Regions from separate parts of the Triticum aestivum genome. Here region 2 is linked to region 1. Evidence: chromatin contacts called from public Hi-C data. All regions are on one chromosome and are shown on one strand. The core of a region is the stretch at or near the end of the contact, and the rest is flanking DNA. Distances in the headings are between cores, read along the strand shown.

Evidence for each region. A called contact is a pair of places that touch in the nucleus more often than the background predicts.
Region 2: a Hi-C map of leaf shows a contact between it and region 1, with 3 times the contacts expected there. The contact joins the promoter of LOC123052448 here to the enhancer-like site in region 1. A contact is called at or near these places in 2 of 5 Hi-C or Micro-C datasets (both in leaf).

What each region holds. Positions count from the first base shown.
Region 1 is chr2D:183,138,922-183,142,375 of IWGSC CS RefSeq v2.1, forward strand. No RefSeq gene overlaps it. Among protein-coding and RNA genes, the nearest start is that of LOC123052446, 11 kb to the left of the region's middle. Within about 2 kb of position 1,615, at least 2 of the 8 cell types and tissues checked have an H3K27ac peak or open chromatin away from gene starts, as enhancers often do. A contact at or near this core is called in leaf, where this site is marked.
Region 2 is chr2D:183,241,425-183,244,878 of IWGSC CS RefSeq v2.1, forward strand. LOC123052448 (G-type lectin S-receptor-like serine/threonine-protein kinase B120) reads left to right here and starts at 1,782. Exons shown (of 7, transcript XM_044475631.1): 1 at 1,782-2,840; 2 at 2,925-3,284. The coding sequence starts at 1,874.

The DNA.
Region 1 (3,454 bases), core at 365-2,864:
TTGTCAGCATGGGCTCCTTCATTAGGATAATAATTTGGGGAGGACGCATTCCGCTTGTTCCATCACGCCATGTGACTTCCTGCTTCTGTTGTCGCGCCTACGGACGAATTCAGAATTGGTTGGTTATTCGGAATTGGATCAACGCAACTTTGGTGGCAATGGTACCGTCATATTTTTTACATCGTCGACAGTGACGAGTAAAGTACGAGCAGTGCGGGCAGGCTCGTCCGACAATTGTCTCCGGGAATTCAGAGGGAAAAGGCATACGAGAGGGCAAAGGCAAACACCACATCCATAGCTTGGTCCTTGTTTGGTCCATGACAACGACGACCATAATGGAGATCATGGAGGAGAAAGAAAACGACGACGACGACAACCGCAAAGACAATAGTAACACGTTCTCTGTTGGCACAGTCAAAACCGCTTGTTTGTCCATAAAAAAACCGCTTGTTTGTCCATCAAGGGCATCATCAGCTTGACTCTCTACGAGAGATTAGCTCTCGTTGTTTATCTGGCCCGGTAGCTCCGGGTTTCGATGCAGAGTTGCTGAACAATTTTATTCTGATAGATATGGAGTTGTTGGTCATGGGTATAGACTTGAGAAGCCAGGAGGAGCTAGATTTCTATAGGGCGTGCCATATGATATCCATGGGTATGGATATAAACTGGCCACGAGCTGCTAAGTTTGGGGTTGTTTATGCAGTGAAGTCATTGGATATATATAGAACCCGTCCGCGTCCTTGTCCCCCGGATAGCCGGTGCATAGCGTGGGACTCCTGTAGATCATGTACAGCGACACAAAGCGTAGCTTGAAGAGAACGTCATATCCAGCGGTTGCCATCGAGTTTTGAGTCTGATCGTCTGCTCCGACCTCGTTCCCTGGAAGCTCACAGCTCGTTTTAAGCACTGATACAGCTTTGCTACTCTTGAAGAAAGTTGCTGCTCCATCGAACCAGTTTATACTCTCTCTTTTCTTTTCCTGCTGCACTGCAAAAGGCAAAGCCAGAATGATCTAAATATTATTCTACCGAGTGAATCACATTATTCGCCTTTCCAAGGCAGCAGGGGTGGGTGACGCTGATCATTCATTCCTCCGGTTCCTGAACTCTCGGTTTTTCTGTTGGTACAGCTAAAAATCCGTGTTGCGGGTCCAAGCAAGCAAGCAGTCGACACCGCTTTACGCTCGTGGGACATGTAGTACGACCCACCGACCTGGTCCACGTATCCGCGTGCTTTCCAGCGGCCGGTCGTCACGCCATGCGTGTGTTATTACGGGAAATTTGATGGCCTCACGTGCGCAGTTTTCTTGCATAGCAACAAGGTTATATCTTGTTGTCTAACCACTGTTGTATTTTCTCGGCCCAAGGTATCATCTACTATCATGTTGCCCCTGATTACTGAATACCAACTGTTGTAGTAACTCTCTTTATTCAAGAGTAGCGCCGAAGCGAAAAAGGCTTCTTCCTCAAGATAGCCACCCAAAGTTAAGCACCTCGTCCACCTGGATCACATCGCAGCACTTCATAGATGCGCTAGTGAAGGAACAAGTCACTCCACTACAACACAAAAAGAGGTTGTGGTGGTGGTGTGCCACTGGTGTCACCATCCCGGCTTGTCGTGTCACCTCTCCTTTTCTCCCTCAATGAACGCGCACGTACAAGTACAGCCAGATCTTGGGCCATGTCCAACACTATCCCTAAAACGGACACGACACGGTATTTGTCCGTGGACCAAGCGGTGCCGCGTTAGGACATCTCAGTTTGCATCCTGTTTGCAAGAATCCCGACAACCAAACTGGTCGGCAGACCAATGAAGTACCGTGTTAATGGCAAATTGCATCCAGACGGTTGCGGGCTTTTTGAGTGTCCACGTTGGAGATGCCCTTACACCACTTCTCGTCACCTTCATCGACATCACCACTTTATTGGCCAGCACACTCCTTGTCGCCATTGCCCACTGCCATAGTTAATTTCTAGTACTACTCGACTACTCGACATAGTAACTTGGTGTAGGCTCCAGGAAAGAAAAAACTTCTCATAGAGACAAACTAGGCCGTGCAAAAATGCTTAAAGAGGTGTTCGTGAAAACAAATCATTTTTCTTAAGCATTCGTGCCTATATGTAAAGCAGAGGGTTTTGGTGCGCATCTTTGCCAAACCTAACCCCTACCCCACGCAAACATATTCATTGCATAATGAGAGAAATATATTAGTGGAAGCTAACTATTTAGATATAGAAGATTAGTTGGTGAAGGAAGATTAAAGTCTACATGAATCGTACATCAAAGAAGAATGTCAAATGGGCATGAAAGGAACAAAAGACATATTGTTTCCTCTTTGTCAAAAGATAACTCTTTTTACATCCAGAAATTCGCAGGCACACGTAGGTGCAGGGGCACGAACCTGCTCATTCATTCTCAGCCATCTAATTGCTTTAAGATTCATAAACTTGATTAGTCTTATGCCTTTGATTACTGTAGTGCGGGGTCCATTCATGCATGCTTTTTGCAGCTTTTGTCAGAGTTGCATACATCATCCACCCCACCTCCCATGCCTTTTTTTTATTTTAATCTACTATATATTTTGAACCAAAAGTATAAATTAAGTTTCCTTTGCATATTTGTGTTCGTCGTGACGAGAACTTTTGAAGAAGACCAATCTTGAATATATTTCGACAATTTTTCTATTTAAAAATTCAAGTTTCAAATATTGGAACTTGATACTCATAACATTAAGTTTTACCAAGTTTCATATGCTTTTAGGGTTTTAGGGTTTTGGGCTTAGGGTTTACGGTTTAAGTTTAAGTTTTGAAACATGCTAAATATATCATCATTCTATCAAGTTTTAGTAGTTGAAACTTGCCCAACCGCCCTGATTTGCGTCGCAATCTGCAAAGTAGTTGGATTCCGTATGAGGGCACGTCAAGTTTTAAGTTTCAGTTTCTGAAACTTTCGATTTTGCTGTTCGCTAGTACCAAGTTTCAACAGTTCAAACTTAATGAATTTATCAAAACTCAACAAAACAAATTCAAAATGGATCTTATTTAAAAGCCCTCGTCACAAGAAACACAAAAATTCAAACGAAATATAAATTAAAATTTTGATCCAAAAGTTACAACAGATTCAAATTTAAAAGTCAAAAGAAATGTGGGATGGGTGGAGCTGCCAAAGCTACAACAAAGTTGCACACATGGACCCCATCTAAGATAATTAAGAGCTAAAGCACATGCAAAGACCAAACCAGTTTCTGAATCACGAAGCAGTCGACAGTCAGAAATCTGCGTGCCGTCACACATTGGTGCTACGAATCGTCTTCCTATACATCCTTGGAATTTGCCTTTTGCCGGGTTATCTTCAGTTAAGGGGACACCTATATCCAAACACCACATGAATATTTTAACCTTCTTTATTCTTCCGAATATACCCTTTACGAAAGACACATCAAGTGTTGACGAGG
Region 2 (3,454 bases), core at 532-3,031, 100 kb after region 1:
ACAAAATCTACGAAAATTGTCCCTCTTTGGCCGTTCTCACCAACGATCAAACCCGCGTAGCCGCTGACACTATATTGGCGACAAGAACCGAGCTGATCTAGACAATTCAACTCAATGACCTGAATTAATTATTATTAGTTTTTACTAAAGCTGGCTTGAACTTCAAGAAGTTACCAGAAGAATCGGCTTTAAAAGTAAGAAGAGAATTGTTACTATTGCACTGTCAAAAGGTACTGCATTCTTTCGAATATGAATCCAACAATATAAATTTCGTGACATGTAACTTATATTTTATTTGTCAAATCTATTGTCAAAATTTAAAACAAACACAAAAGGAATCAATAAATCCGGACTGAGGGAGTAAGTTTTAGCTTACATTTTACTACCTCTGTATGGGTTTACTAGCCCCCCTTGTATTTTTTTGTCATATTTTGAAGATAACTTTAACTGATAAAAGTACCACAAATAATATTGATAGAAACTACATTCAATTACAAATTTAGCAATATAATTTTGATGACACAATATTTTGCTACTCAAATATGTGGTCAAATTTGACTAAAATACGATGGGAACTAATAAACTTAGACTAAGGTAGTAACGGCAAATTTGAGTTCATATCTCAAAAGGTAGTTGTTCTAACAGCAAGTACCCGCCACCCAACACATTTGGAAAGGTTACTGCACAAAGTATCCCTTCGCCAATTATAACACAAATTGTTTTTTTTTGTTTTACATTACAATCAAATTAATGAGGCGCCCACTTGAAGAAGCCTCTATAAAATACATTTCCACCGACGTGTGTCGCAACCACCCGCTTGCCTGAGTGGAGGTCCATCCCAAGAAGGTGCGGATGGCCACCAAGGACGGGCTATTTATGCGGCCCATGACCATGTAGACATGAATGTAGTCATCGGTGCATTGTTAACCAGAATTGGGAAAGACTGAAAACACCGCCGTTGTCGCTAGGCAGCCACACTCTCAGGTTCTAGCAGTAGCAGCCGCCCGGAGATCGCATGTCACTGCCGAAGGCTGACGGAGTGGCGACCTCCTCGGCGGTGCCATCATCGACCTATGCTATTGAGACTTCGCTCAGCTACCGGTTTCTAAGTAGGCAAGAAGGAAAAAGAGATGAATGGGAAGTAGGAGGCGGCGGGTTTAGGGTTTGTGTTGGAAGGCGGCCAGGGGGAGGTGTCTTCTCTCTCCACACTGTTTCCTTTATGGACAGAAAACATTTCCCCCCTTTTTTTAGTGCGTTCGCATTTGTTTGCGTGTAGCAATCCTATGAAGTTCAAGTGTTTAACAAACAATTAATCATCACCTACTCCACGTAAAATTTGTCCTAAGTAGAAAAAGCTGATTGACGATGATATGGCACTCTTTGGACACGCCCTTCGAAAAGCACTCCATTTTGCCATCATTAGTTAAGAGCTGCAACCTCCCGTAGCGGCTCCTCATCAGCGACGTGAATCACCTTGTCCTCGATCAAAGATACTAGTACCATATCAACGACTAACGAGTTTTGTTGCTGGTGCAGTCTTGTTGAGTCTCAAACAATGTGAACCGGGAGCTTCGCAGCCCCTTCCGTTGCATAACTCTAACCACTCTTTAGTGTACTCGCACTCGCACCACGCCTAATGAACCCTTTCAGTTATTAAAGCTGGTTAGCCTGCCTAATTAAATCCCATTCAAAACCATGCGGCCCAAATGCTTTCCCCACGCGGCTCTCGCGCTCTCGCTCTTGATATATAACCACGCGCCCGAGGAAGAAGCAACCTCTTTCGTAGCAGCACCTGTTTTATCCACCACGACCTCTTCTCCTCCGATCCCACAAGAGAGCCGAGCGAGGACTCGCTCGACCCCAGCCGCCATTGATGGCTCGTGCCACCTCCGCAGCGCTCGCGCTGCTCATCTTCCTCCTCTGCCGGCACGCCCACGCCGACGCGGGCACGACGCTGTCGCAAGGGCAGTCGCTGGCGGGCAACGAGAAGCTCCTGTCAGCCAACGGCGCCTTCTCGCTCTCCTTCTTCTCCCCGCGCGGCGGCGACGGCTCGCGGGTGTACCTGGGCGTCATGTTCGCCAGGGCCGCGGAGCCGACCGTGCCGTGGGTGGCCAACCGCGACGCGCCGGTGCGCGCCACGGCCCCGTCCTACTCCGCCACCGTCACGGACTCCGGGGACCTCCGGGTGCTGGAGGGGGAGCGCGTCGTGTGGCGGACCAACACGACCTCGTCGGCGGGGAACTTCACGCTGACGATCCAGGACACGGGGAACCTCGTGCTCGCCGGCGGCAGCGGCGCGCAGGCGGTGCAGCTGTGGCAGAGCTTCGACCACCCCGCGGACACCTTCCTCCCCGGGATGAACATCACGCTGGCCCGGCGCGGCGGCGCCGTCGTCAGGCAGACGCTGTTCCGGTCGTGGAGGAGCCCCGACGACCCGGCCCCCGGGAACTTCACGCTGGGGCAGGACCCGCTGGGCTCGGCGCAGCTCTTCATATGGCGCCGCGGCCAGGACGGCAAGGACGTGACGCACTGGAGGTCCGGGCAGTGGGCCAAGGGCAGCTTCGTGGGCATCCCGTATCGGCCGCTCAACCTCTACGGCTTCCAGCTCTCCGGCGACCCGTCCCAGAGCAACGGCCTGTTCTACACCTTCCAGCGCTTCAACTCCTCGCAGTACAGGTTCGTGCTCCAGCCCAACGGCACGGAGACGTGCTACCAGCTTGTGGACGCCACCGGCGCCTGGGAGGTCGTCTGGTCGCAGCCGACGATGCCGTGCCAGGCCTACAACACGTGCGGCCCGAACGCCGAGTGCTCCGCCGCCGACCACTGCACCTGCCTCAGAGGTTAGACGGCATTCCGATCATGTAGAAACTTGCCACATTACTCCCCATGGACGATCGCTCAACTCCGTTGGTGCAAACTCGCAGGTTTTGAGCCGAAATCCGAAGAGGAGTACAGCAACGGGGTGTGGACGCAGGGGTGCGTGAGGAGCAGCCAGCTGACCTGCAGCGAGAGGAACGTGAGCATGAGCGGCAGCGACGCGTTCGCCGTCCTCTCCGGCGTGAAGCTGCCGGACCTGGCGGCGTGGGAGTCGGCGGTCATCAGCGCGGACGCGTGCAGGCAGTGGTGCCTGGCCAACTGCACGTGCAACGCGTACAGCTATAGCGGCGGCACCGGGTGCCTGACCTGGGCCCACGAGTTGGTGGACGTCTACCAGTTCCCCAGCGGACAGTTCCCCAACGGACAAGGGTTTGACCTGCACATCAAGGTCCCGGCTTCTCTATTAGGTAAGCTCATCAACGTTGATGATTTGTTAACCTTTGAAGTTCTAAATTGGGTTTAGAAAACTGCAGCTAGGAAACTTCTCGGTTGTTGAGGAAATGTCGATAAACGCTTAGACTGTAGAAATTGTTGTTTTTGTTGTGTGCTTGTGGCAAGACTTGCACGACTGATTTGG